Regions from separate parts of the Sus scrofa genome. Here region 1 is linked to region 2. A link is a contact called in public HiChIP or PLAC-seq data. All regions are on one chromosome and are shown on one strand. The core of a region is the stretch at or near the end of the contact, and the rest is flanking DNA. Distances in the headings are between cores, read along the strand shown.

Evidence for each region. HiChIP or PLAC-seq counts read pairs in DNA pulled down with a chosen protein or histone mark.
Region 1: an H3K27ac HiChIP or PLAC-seq map of skeletal muscle shows a contact between it and region 2, with 2.9 times the contacts expected there. The contact joins two enhancer-like sites.

Annotation. Positions count from the first base shown.
Region 1 is chr3:9,645,678-9,652,057 of Sscrofa11.1, forward strand. The region is part of intron 14 of CUX1 (protein CASP); the gene reads left to right. LOC110259891 (a long non-coding RNA gene) reads right to left here. Exons shown (of 2, transcript XR_002342310.1): 2 at 1,662-6,380. Among named protein-coding and RNA genes, the nearest start is that of SH2B2, 22 kb to the right of the region's middle. Within about 2 kb of position 3,329, at least 5 of the 83 cell types and tissues checked have an H3K27ac peak or open chromatin away from gene starts, as enhancers often do. A contact at or near this core is called in skeletal muscle, where this site is marked.
Region 2 is chr3:9,419,796-9,426,055 of Sscrofa11.1, forward strand. All of the region lies in intron 2 of CUX1 (protein CASP), which reads left to right. Among named protein-coding and RNA genes, the nearest start is that of CUX1, 110 kb to the left of the region's middle. Within about 2 kb of position 4,711, at least 13 of the 83 cell types and tissues checked have an H3K27ac peak or open chromatin away from gene starts, as enhancers often do. A contact at or near this core is called in skeletal muscle, where this site is marked.

The sequences.
Region 1 (6,380 bases), core at 2,079-4,578, 220 kb after region 2:
CCAGGGGACGCCACTCCCTGGGCCTGGGCAGGGCTCACGAGCACTCTCTCTCTCTCTCTCCCTCTCCCTCTCTCTCTCTCTCCCTTTCTTCCCACCACAAGCACTGATGACTGTTGACGTCGTGGGAAGCCTCCTTCCTTCCCTGCAGAAGAGAGAACGTGGCAGTCTGGGCTCGGCTCCCACCCCCGTAGAGATGCCCAAACTCACACCAAAACGTCGATGCTCTTCCCTTCCAGACTAGACCATTGGCCCTCCATCCATTTCGCCTCTTGGAACGTTCTTTTCTGCACAGTTTAGGGCAGTCGAAGTACAAATCAAAAGTCTAACTTGTCTCTGATTCCTCCTGTCGTCTATGTGTATATGCGTGAGAACAGAGGTGGATGAGAGTGTGCGTGTGTGCGTGTGTGCAATTTTATACGTCTGTGTATTTTCTTAAGTACCTGTGCACACATAGAGTGCATTACTGCCACCTTTTTTCAATAAGCTGTTTTATCAGTTATGGCTTCTACAAGTTTGCTAATTTAGACTCCTTTATTGCCATATCTTTAAACTAACAATAGATGATTTCGGTATATATATATATTTTTTTTTGCTTATTTATAGGTGCTGTATTTTATTATCTGATTGTTAGGAAGGGATGAAAGGGGCAAATATTCTTTAGAGGGATAGACTGCCGGCAGTATTGGGTATAATTTACAAGATGTAGTTGTCATACTGTATATTACTGATTGAAAACTTTTTGACCGTATTGTGTATCATTGAAACCTTTGTCTTAGGTCAACATCTTTGGATGACATTTTAATGGTGCATTCATTATTTCTTAAGTTTAATTAATATTACCTTTTTTTTGATTTGGGGGGGTGGGAGGGAGTTCTAATTTTAAAGGTATGCTCCCGCTATTACACCTCAGTGTGCTTGTATTAATTAACTTGTAGGACTTTGTAAGATGTGAAACCACATTTCTTGCATGATGTTTTAGAAATTATGTATTTCATTTACAGTCTTTTTAACCTGCGACTGCAGCACTTAGTTCAAGTTTTCACAAACTTAAGAGTCACTACACTAAAGACAATGCCTTTTCATGAATGAGAAGTTTTCAGAAGGCTCTAGGAGGCTGGGAGGCAGGCCGTTTGTCTTTTGATGGTTGCATATCACCTCTGAACTTGAAATCTGGTTCAGTGAGCAGAGAATTCAAAACGGAGGAGCTTAAGGGGAAACCGGATTCACATCTGGCTGAATTCAGGTGCACTGAGCAGAGTTGGCATTTGTGCCCCTCAGGACAGTGAGTAGCAGAGCCCCTGGCAGGACTGTGGTGTCCTCTCCACGAGAACCTCGAGGAGGAATGTGTGGTCATCGCGTGTGATGAATCTCCAAATACCTGGCTTTCATTAGACGCAAAGCAGGGCGCTAGCAGGGCAGACTAGGGTAGCGTTTTCGTTTGAAAGGCATGACTGTTATTTACTAAGGTGTTAAATCGGAGGAAATTGAAAAAGTCTAAATCTGTCCATCCTAGTGGCCAAATAGTAACGTCTAAAACAGCCGCCTTGGCTCTTCCAGGCAGTTTCGTCATTTTTGTTGGTTTCGGTTTCTTTAACTAGGGTACTGTTGATTTCCATTCTATCTCTGTGGCCAGACGTAACATCTGGGTGCTCGATACAATCAGTTGGTTCAAGTTTGCTTGCAGTTCCATGTTCGTATTTTTTCTCTATTTATTTTTTTTTTTTAATGGCGATCCCAACCCTATGATCTCTTGTGTTAAGCTATCTATCGCTATCTGTCATACTCTGAAGAGCTGCCACTAACTAACAGGAACCTGGAGGGGGGAGCGGGCCCCTCCTCTTTGTGCCCCTCAGCTTGAGTCCAAGGGTTGATCTTTCATCTTGATAAGCAATATTCAAGTGCCTTGAACAGCGTCCTCTCCGCGGGGTTTACCTTCAGCTGGCTGGCGTTCCAAGCAGTAGCTCCCACAGGCAGCTGCCCCCTTCCTCTTTACGCTCCACCAGTTTAAAAAGCTGATTTGTACCTCTCCCCTGGGGAAAACGGTTCCGTAGAAAACACTAACACTTAATTACAAGCTCCATTATAACCATCTTAAATGGCTTCTTTTGGTTAATTGGAGGCAGTGTTCCTAACTTCAGGTTTTTGCCATTGCTTAGCCGGCTCAGTGGAGGTTCAGCGTGCAGCGAGTGTCCGCCTTCAGCCTCTTGACCCTTGGCTCCTGCTCACGTCCCCACGGGGCGTCTCAGATGGAAGGGGTGTGGGTTCTGTCCTAGACCCGCGCCCGCTCACTCGTGCCACCTGGCTCCCAGAGGACCTCTCCCCTTGAACTTCTGGGTCGAGATGTCTGTGATGTCTGCCTACCAGCGCGCCCTTGTTTAGCAAGGATTATCACAGCCCTGTAGCTCCGCTCGGTGTTTCGCCGAGCCCACCCCGCTGAAGCACATCACGAGACACGGTGGCTCAGGGTCGGCAGATTTGGAAGGAAGCTCCAGGAAATGGCAGGATCTTGACTCGTGTGACTGCTCTCAGGCCAGGGCCACCAAGTCTGGGAAAGTGACTGAGGCCGCAGGCTAACCAGCCATGACCTCTCTCGAACCGTTTCCCTACACTTCCAACGCACAGGTGCCTCCCTGCTCATCGCCCTCCTGTGCGCAGCTTCGTTTTTCTCCCCCATTGAAAAGCCAGACATGCTGGTCGGTGGTCCAGATCCAGAGTACAGCAGGGCTTTGGGGGACATGTTCCTCTGTGCCCCCTGCCGCCAGCAGTGAGAGACCCTCCCAGGCCCAGCCAGCAGCCCCAGGAGGAAGGAAACACCCAAAGGCCTCCCCCACCCGGGGCCACACCAGCCCTGCAGCCCGGAGCAGGCCAAGCGCAGGACAGGTTTTACGCACGCTCTGGCATCTGACTACCCTAAGGTCACCCAGCAGTCCTGTCCTAAGAGATTGAGCTGAGAGTCCCCAGACGGTCCCATCTGCAGGCAGGTACCTTCCTGGCTCACGTGGGACCAGACGTCTCTGTCCCCCCTGAACTCACCTCCTTTCACGCAGGGGTGATCAGCGAACTCTATTGACTTTCTATGCAATGTTTTTCATTCCTCTGACTGTAGAACAGACCTCCCTGCAAACAGCAGAGGAGCCAGGGGAACAGAACACATGTCCTTCTGGGATTAGCACAAAGTGAGACAGTGACAGGGGCTGTAGGTCTTGAGCTGGGGGACAACAGCCTTCACCTTAAATGCACTTTGGCAGGCACCTCTGGACTGGCTCTAAAAACAAGACTCTGCCCTTAGCCGGCGCAAGCCGCTGCCCTCTGAGGCCAGCGAGCCAGCTGGCGGGAGACGGAGCAGGCGAGGTCCCGGCGTGCATGCGTGGCGAGCGTGGTGGGCTGGTAGCCGCACCCCTTCAGGCTGGGCGTTCGGCTCCCCCCCGGGTGTCATCCTCATCTGTCCCCTTCTACCTCACTGAGCATGCTCCCGCGAGACCTTACCCCTCGCCCCCCAGAGCTGTCAGGCAAGTGAGATTGGGGAAGCGAAAAATCTAGAAGCCTGGTGTCTGTGAGCATCTCTTGGCCTGGTGGGCAGGTGGCTTCCCTTTTTTGTGACACAGCTGTGCCCCGCGAGGCCCACGGACTTTTCTCTTGGCTTCCACCTGTTCCTGAAACTCTCACAGCTGTTTCCTTTGCAGGCAGGCGCGGCCTCGCGCCTCGGAGCGTCTCGCCTTGGGCCTGCCTGTGCCCTCTGGCCATTCCTGTCCAGCTGTTTCGGTCCGTCACAGCCCTCTCCCTGCCCTGGGCTGCCCCTCGGCGGCCCTCTGAGGACACTTCCCTGGGATTCCTTCCCGGCACGGGGGGGACTCTGTCATCTCTGGCCCTGGGACGTTGTCATTTCAGCCCTTCTGTGAGAAGCATCCCAGGGACAGGAGAGGATCCGGCCTTCTCCAGCCCACATGTATGGTCTTTGGTCACGTGACCCTTTCTCCCTAAAACTATATAGGCCGCTTTCCACACCGAGCCGAAGAAGAGCAGCTCCCGGGGCTGCTGGGTGGATGTGGGGCCACCCACGCTGGTGTCCAAATGAGAGGAATCGGGAAGGACCCCGCGTGTGGAAATCGTGCCGCTTGGGCCTTGATGGCGCGCGGGGAGCCTTCTTGAACCCAGTCCAGCTCCTGTCGCAAGCAGTAAGAGCTGGCCTGGGATCCCGACGTGATGTATGTCTAGTCCCCAGTGCGCTGACTGTCGGCCTGGCCAGCATACCTGCTTGCTAAGGGGATGGGCCCCTCTCCCACTACCATGCCCGTCCGTTTCTGCCTTTTCGTAGATGAAAACTACCGGGACAAGAAGGGAAAGCAAGTTCCCAGTTAGAGTGCTGAGAAGGTCCAGCCTGCGAGACTCTTGAGAGATGTACTGAGCGCCGAGGCCAGAGCACTCGGGTTGCACGGAGGCTGGAGGTGGCAGAGGAGGGGTGCGGGGCGCGGCGGGCCGAGCATGAAATGAGCCCTGCCCCAGAGTCTGCCCTACTCTGGCAGCCCCGGCAGCCCGGGGACCTCACCCCTGGTCAGGGAGAAGGAAATAGGATTTCCGCCCACCTCCCTGTGGGTCCCCTGGCCGGACCTGCCCCCACCGGCCCAGGCCCGACCACCCGCCTCCATCCCCACCTCCCCTCCAAAGAGACGTACGCACTGACAGTGGCCTCCTCCCTGTTTTCATTTTTGGATGAAGTGACATTTAGCTTTAACAAGACATTTCCAAAGCGCCTAGTCTCCTCCAGAATGCTAACTTTAAAAGTTGGGCATGGCAGGTGAAGAACCTATAAAAAAAAAAAAAAAATTTTAAACTTAAAAAAAAATTTTTTTAAAGACATTAGGCTAGGCATAAATGTCCACTTCCCCATCCCCGTTATTAAACGTTTAAAATACCTTTGAGTTGCTTTTCCTGGATCATTTTAGTTTATCCAATAATGTTAAAATGCATAGGCTGCGTGACTGTAATTTCTGTAGTGTTTAGGCTTTAATTTCTACCACAAAATGTGCTATATGCTATGTATCAAGCTTTCTGTGATCAGAAAGGAAAGGTGCCTTATATCCCAATGTCACGGCTACATCCCTATGGAAAATAATCAGAAGCACAGTGTGTACAGAAGCATTGGGGCTTCCGCTGGTGAAACCAGACGCCAGTCAGCAAGATGCATTGAAGTGGCACGGGGCTGCTTTTGTTTTATGCTTCCTTTCTTCTCCTTTTTCATTTTTTCTCCTCCCGCCCCCCCCCCCCCGCTTCTTTTTTCCTTTGTTCGTAGTTTGCTTTAAACAGAAAGCACTTAAATAGAGGATTATGTGTAAAAGCTCTGTGCAATAGAAATCATTTTCCTTCTTTTTAAGAGATAATGTATTGCACACCAAATGAACTCAAAGTAAGCTTTAGACCAGGACGATTCAGGTTGTGGATGCGTAGAATGAGTTTGTTCACTGTAGTTCCGTTTGTTCACGAACTGATGGGAAAACAGGCCTCCCTCCACCGCCTCCCCCCCACCCCCGCCCGCCGCCACCGTCGCCACCGCCGCCGCCGCCGCCACGCATCTCAGCCTGCCTCTTGCTGACCCCCAGGCTCCGTGTGTAGGGCCCACGGGCGCCCCCCAGAACTGCTGGCTGGGTGGCAGGTGGGCAGGGAGGGGCAGTCTGCGACCCAGCCGCTGAGAACCCTCCCGAGGGCAAGACCACCGCCATCCCCTTCCAGCCCTTAGCGTTCCTCGTTGAGATGGATTGACTGCTACTGACCCGCCAGCGTGCGAGAGGGTAATTATAAAAGGATGTTTCCTTGAGGGGAAAAAAAAAAAAAAGAAATTCTATCCTCTTCTATTTATTATTAGGTTGATCATTTAAGTACGTATCAGGAGTGTGTTGTTGTTCTGTGTGTTGTTGTTGTTTTTATGAATGCTTTTTGCTCTCACTCCAGTGGTGACTGTCTTCTGCCTCCAGCCCTCCCCCGCCCCAAACCACCCAAGGGCCTGGGGCGGGGGGCGCGGGGCGTGCAGAGGGGGCGTCTCCAGCAGAAGCAGTGTCTCCCGAGGAGCCGCGCGGCAACGGGTGGTCTCCACGTGGCTAACGTGTCAGAGCGAGAGAGTCGATGCCCAGCAGTGACAAAACCTACCAGTGTGAGGAGGGGCCGGGTTGCAGGACACTCGTGGGCGGGGCTGCAGGGGAGACTCAGAGAAAGCCGAGTTCAGTTCCCCCAAAGCCTCCTAGAGCCTCTGGTAAGACTTCTGGGTTCATGCCGCGTCGGGAGCCCCGCTCAGGCCCGCCTGCCGCTCGACGTGGTTTCTGGCGAGGCTCCTGCGAGCTGACGAGCTCCAGTTGGCTTTCGTTGCTGTCGTTGTTTTTCCGGGCCAC
Region 2 (6,260 bases), core at 3,461-5,960:
GCCTTCAGCCAGGGGCACAGGGGTGGGGGGTGCTTGTGGGTGAGGGCGCCTGAAGAGCAAGGACTCGATTTTAGATGCTCTGGCAAGGCATCGAAACGTGGCTAACTTCCCTCCAAAGTAATCTCACTATCCTGGGAATGACCCCGAACTCGAACCTTTTCCCTACAAACCCTTTGGTTAGTGCTGGGTACAGGTCCACTGGTGCCGGAGGAGAGGAGCTGATCAGTGTGGGACGGACGAGCCCATGGAAGCCGATCGGCAGAGCCTGGGGCCTGGGGCTGCGATAAAGTCTCTGAAATTAAAAGAGAGATTTATCATTATTATTATTTTTTAAAGTGTACAGTGAAATAACTCAGTCTGTGGATGGAGCTCATTTGGGGAGAATCACATATTTTGACATCTGGAATTTTTTTAAACGGCAGCTTTTCAAGCCATAAATTAAAGACATTTGGACTAGACTGAGGTGACCAGCTCAGCCGTGACATCAGCCACACGGAAAGCGTGAAGACAGATTTGGGGTCGGCGAGGACCCCTTCACACAGTCTGGCCTCTACGGATTGCTCACCCCTCGCAGGAAAATACCTGTCTTTGCTTAGGGCCGCTGCTCAAGAAATTAATTGCGAATAATGTCTGTTGAGCTGCTCTCCAGCCAAAGCTTTCACATTGTGCCTCATCTGTAGAGAGACCTGAGCCGAGTTTTATCTCTGCGTCTTTTTGCTAAGTGTTCCCGCTCTGTTAGCAGAGCTATAATTAACTCGCAGGACGCCAGGCAGCCAGATTCGGCCAGGCGCCAAGAAATCAGCCCCAATTACTATATTCACATTGTCAGTAATGCCCACTTCACAGCTTCTGCTAATTTGAAATGGCAAGTTCCAACTTTCCATAGTAAAATTACCATTTTTGTACTATTCTATTACATGGTGATATGTGTCCATTATTTTGGCTATGTAAACTTGGTATTATAACGACAATTAGCTGTTGAGCATTTTCTAAAATGATTTACAATTACGTCTCTTCTGCGGAAAACTCACGTCCGCCCTGACGGAGTGAGCCGTGCATTCGGTCTGTGCCCCGGGTTGGCCTTAGGGATCCGCTTCCCGGAGAACGAACCGCGCAGGATTGTGTAATTAAGGTGAGCCTTGAAGATAAGGCACTGGCCTCCGAGGGTTGCCAGGTCGGTAGGTTTTCCAAGTTTAGGTTGGTCCGATCTCTTTATGAGAGCAGAGGCACGGCCCAGCCCCTCTGTCTCCCTGGGGTCCCTTGGGGCTGGTGCTCTGGTTGCTCTGCCAGCCAGCTCGTCCGAGCTGCGCCGTGCCAGCCCAGCCACCGAGGGTCTGGTCTGTGCCCCAGACGGGCAGGCCCGGGTTCCCTCTCTGACCTCCAGTCTGTGTGGTGGCACAGCGAGGTCCCCAGCATCCCAGGGAGGCTTGTGCCCGGGGGATCAGGCTTGCTGGCCTGACGGGGTGGTACGTTTTGCCCTTTTCAGCAAGGGTGTCAGGGTGCGGCCGGAGGACCAGTGGCCCAGCCGTTCCTGGCCTGCAGTAGATAAGCACAGAGCTTCAGAGCAGGCGTTTGGAAATGTTTGTGGCCTCTTGACATTTCAGTGACATCCAAGTGGTGCTTTCATTGCAGTTTATGAAACGACCAGTGGCCCGCCGGTTGGAGCTTTGGAACTCTGGCGCATCCTTCCGCAGAGATGCTCTGAGAGGCCTTGATCCCTGCTCACCCCGCAAGCCCCGCCTGGGTTGCATCATACCAGTTTACTTTGGGTCAGGCCGGCTGGTTTCTTCTTCCACTGGGCAGGGGCCTGCAGGGCACAGTCCCCGAGGGGAGGGGCTTCTGAAAGGAAAGGCAGGCAGGGAGAGACCGAGGACCCTCAGTGGCTGGCAGCCGAGGGACAGACCTGTCCGGGGGTGCTGGTGTCCCCCGAGCAAGGCCATCAGGACCTGGCTTCTCACTGGGGCCCCAGACCTTCCCTTTCACCTGCTGGCTGGGCGCCTGGACCCCACCTGCCTGCTTCCGAGATTTCCAGACCCTGCTGGGGAAGCTGGGGAGCAAGGGCCCAGGGACAGGAGGGCAGGTTCCAACCCCGGCTCCGTCTCGTCCGCCCCTGACCGGCTGTCACATCTCTGCCTCCTCTTTTGGCCAGGCACGCATGGTATCATAACGACAGTGAGTGGTTGAGCATTTTCTAAAATGCTTTACACTGAACATCTCTTATATGTAAAACGCATGTCTGCTCTGACGCAGGGAGCGGTGCCCGCCAGCCCGTCCGTCGGAACCGCGTCATCCCTTTGTAATGGTTAAAAGAAACTAGAGGATGTTGCGATACGTGAGCAATCAGAACTTCAGACTTCAGTGCCCATAACGTTTGTTTGTTGTAGTAAAAGATAACTTCACATCAAACTCACCCTTTTCACCATTTTCAAGTGTGGGGGCTGTGCAGCCTTCCTCGCCCGCCCTCGTCCCACGCGAGCCTCTGTAAATAAAGTTTTATTGGCACATGGCCATACTCGCATGTTTGTCTCCGGTCTCTGGCTGCTCTTGTGCTGCCAGGGCAGAGTTGAGTAGTTGCAACAGGGACGGCATGGCCTGCAAAGCCAGAAATATTTACCGTCTGGCCCTTTCCAGAAGAAGCGTGCTGACCCCTGCCCTAGTGCACATTCTTGTCACATCCTGTGCAGTTGCCATGGTAGCCATCCAGCTGGTCCCCTGATCGTTCCCCTCCAGGCTGTCTGCCCTTGGGGTGCTTTTCCTAGGAGACACGGCTGTGGGTTAAACCCCAGTTTAACACGTCGTCCGTTAAAATCCTCTAGCGGCATCTCACAGACTCACGTTGCGTTGCTGGGAACGCCAGTCCCAGAAAAATATGGTATTAAAGGCTCTGGAAAGTCCTGCAGAAAAGAACCCTGCTGGGCATTGATTAATCTAATACCATCCAACATGGACTGACCGCAAAGCTGTTATTTTTTCGAATCCCCTAGGAACATCCTCCGGCAGGGGTCGGCAAAGTTGCATGTAAAGAGCCAGATAGGCAGTTCCCGCTGTGGCGCAGTGGAAATGAATCCAGCTAGTATCTGTGAGGATTCGGGTTTGATCCCCGGCCTCGCTCAGTGGGTCAAGGACCCAGCATTGCCATGAGCTGCCGTGTAGGCTGACAGCTGTAACTCCGATTCGACCTTGTAGCCTGGGAACTTCCAATGTGCCACGGGTGCGGCCCTAAAAAGCAAAAATAAATAAATAAAAATAAGAGCCAGATGGTAAAATACTTTAGGCTTTGTGGTTTCAGCTCTGCTGTAAAGTCACTATAGCTAATACCTCAGTGATGGACACGCTCCAGTAATATTTTATGTAGAAACGTAAAACAGGCCGGATTGGGTGCGCTGAGCCCTGCTCTTAGGACCAGCAACATCACACCACCTGGGCCCACTCCAGACCTGATGGACTGGGAACTCGAGGCAGGGCGAGGGGCTGCAGTCTGCATCCTAACCAGCCCTCCCCACCAGCTAGCATGTGAGAGCCCCCCACCCCCCCGGCCGGCCCTGCTCCAGAAGCACAAACACGGTTCAGGAGCAAAGCCAACATTAGCAGGGATGGAAGGCCCTTCGAGAGCTGGTCTCTGGCCAGGATCTCTCCCTCACTAGCAGTTCTGTGGTCCAGGTGAGCTCCCTGTCGGGCCTGGGCCACAGCACCCTTTCTCCAAGCCCATGCGTTTGCACAGGAATCCTTCCGTCTGGAGCAGGTCCCTTCTCTTGCTGCCTCCCGCCTCTTCCCTAACTTCTGGTCCCTCATGACTCAGCTCGGGTGTCCCCTGTCTTGGAGGCATGTTTGGAGCCTCCCGGCCCCACCCGCAGGGTTTTCCTCCTCTGCGCCTCCGTCCTGTCTGCATCCCTGAGCAGAGCACTTCGTGTGTGGGATACCGCCTGCATGGGGACGCCTCCCTCACCCCTGTATTCCCAGCACGCACGGGGCACCCCAGAATGATATGGAATAGCTCAGTGAATGAGCAAAGAACCCCAGGCTTGGGGCCTGACTCGCGGGTTTCACCCGAGGCGCCTGGTCCCCGCGTGCTGGGACCTGGGGACGTTGAGTCGGCACCTGGGAGTCCCTGGCTGGCTGTGGTTCTGGGGGCGTTCACAGTCGGGGGGCGGGGGTTCCGGTCATTTCCTCTTCTCCCCGCCTCTGACTCACTGATTGATTGATGTTTGGAAATTGTGACTCATCTCGTTAGAGAAGAAAAAGGAAATTTTACTCTGCTCTCCCTCCCTCCCTTTCAAATAAGCAATAAATACAAGCGGCTGACATTCTGCTTGGTGCAGTCAGAAGCATTTAAGTGCATTTCTGGTTTTCGTAATTGGTAGCTTCTTGTGGAAAGGTGCTTATTAGAAGAAGAAAACTTTTCTTGTGTCTCTGTTTTCGGCCTTCTTGTCTATAACATCATAAAGAGAGCGGGTATGGGAACGGCGTAGATACTTGCAGCAGTTCGCGTTTTAGCCGATGAGAGTTAGAAGCTGCTTCTCTTTTAGTAAGAAATGCGAGGGTCCCCTCTCCGCCTTCGGGGTTTCACAATGAACTCACCGAGGTGGTGAGTAACGATGTCTTAAGCTGGTTTATTAAATGTGAAAGAATGAGGTGTCCTAGGCTGACGTCGTGTGCCGAATGTGGACAAGGCCTGGGCCAGCTGGACACGAGGCCTGGGCCCGGGCTGGTGCCAGAACACCGCCCAACTTGACCGTGCCCGTTGTGTCTCACGACACGGACGATTGAAGTGGACACACGGCCTTGAGTTGTAAGAGTCTTCTCCTGGGAAATAAAAAAAAATAAATAAATAAATAAAAAGGCGTTCCTCCCTTCTCTGCGATGTGGGAATGAGAGCTTGACTCCTCGGGGCCTTTCCTCCTCTTCAGGTTCAGCACATCCTTGATGTGTTAGGTTCTCGGTTCTGGAAAACTTAACCAGTGAAGTCAGCATCGTTTCAAAACGTAACTCTAAGTAAGGGCTCAGTAAATGCTAGTTGTAATGTTTTTTTTTTTTGTTTGTTTGTCTTTTTGCTTTTTCTAGGGCCGCTCCCGCGGCATATGGAGGTTCCCAGGCCAGGGGTCCAGTCGGAGCTGCAGCCAACAGCCTACGCCAGAGCCACAGCAACGCGGGATCCGAGCCGCGTCTGTGACCTAAACCACAGCTCACAGCAACGCCGGATCCTTAACCCACTGAGCAAGGCCAGGGATCGAACCCGCAAGCTCATGGTTCCTAGTCGGATTTGTTAACCCCTGTGCCATGACGGGAACTCCTAGTTGTAATTATTTTGTTAGCACCATCCTCGTTACCGGCCAGGCATAATGCCTAGCTTCTAGGGAGGCACTTTGCTGTATTATCTAATTCCTTGTGCAAAAGAGCCTTGCGAGGCAGGTGCCCCCCTTTCCCCACTGTAGCGCAGTAACGCTGCAGCCTAGAGGGACAGTGACTTCCGGAATCGCTTCCTTCCGGCCACACGCTGTCCACAGGTGCGGCCGAGAGGTCTGTATACCCAGTGCGCCACACTCTCTGCTGGGCAGGACCCAGCTCCACGGCGCCCAGTGCCTGGAGTCTCCCCAAGTAAGGAATGGATCACAAAGGAGTATTGTAACTGGGGAGCTGTTTCAGCGCAGGTTCCAGGAACGGAGAAGATGACATGGGATCCACTCGGTCCCTTCTCCCTGGTGGGTCCCCTGCTGCTGCTGTGAAGGGGAAGAGGAGGAGAGGAGGAACAGCTCACTTGTCAGTAATAAAGGCAGCCGCCCTGGGCTGTATGCCTGCCCTGGGCCGAGCCTTTTCCGTTTCTTCGCCTCCGTAGTCTTGACACCTCCCTGTGAGGCGGGCACAGTATCCTGCCCACTTCGCAGATAGGGAAACTGAGGAACGCGCCCAGGCCCCTGAGCTGGCCAACGGCCGAGCTGGGCTTCTGCCCCCACAGCCGGGTGCTTCACCCTTACTCTGCCCTCCCGACAGCCTGCCCCGTCCCAGGTGTGGCCCTTGCTACTGCAGCCAGCTGAGGGCCCAGTCACTAGGCCCCCTGCCCTGGGGCAAAGAGCAGGGGTTGGCCTGGAGCCCTTCCCACTAAGGGCAGTCACGTGAGGGAACAGCAGAGGGTGGGGGCCAAGGCTTGGACCTGGAGTGGTGGCTGCCCAGGGGCTCGAGGTGCCACAGACCTAAGCGCCAGGACTTAGCCTCCACCCTGAAGCAGCCTGGGACTTGCCAGGCCTTGTTTGGAAAGGCAGACA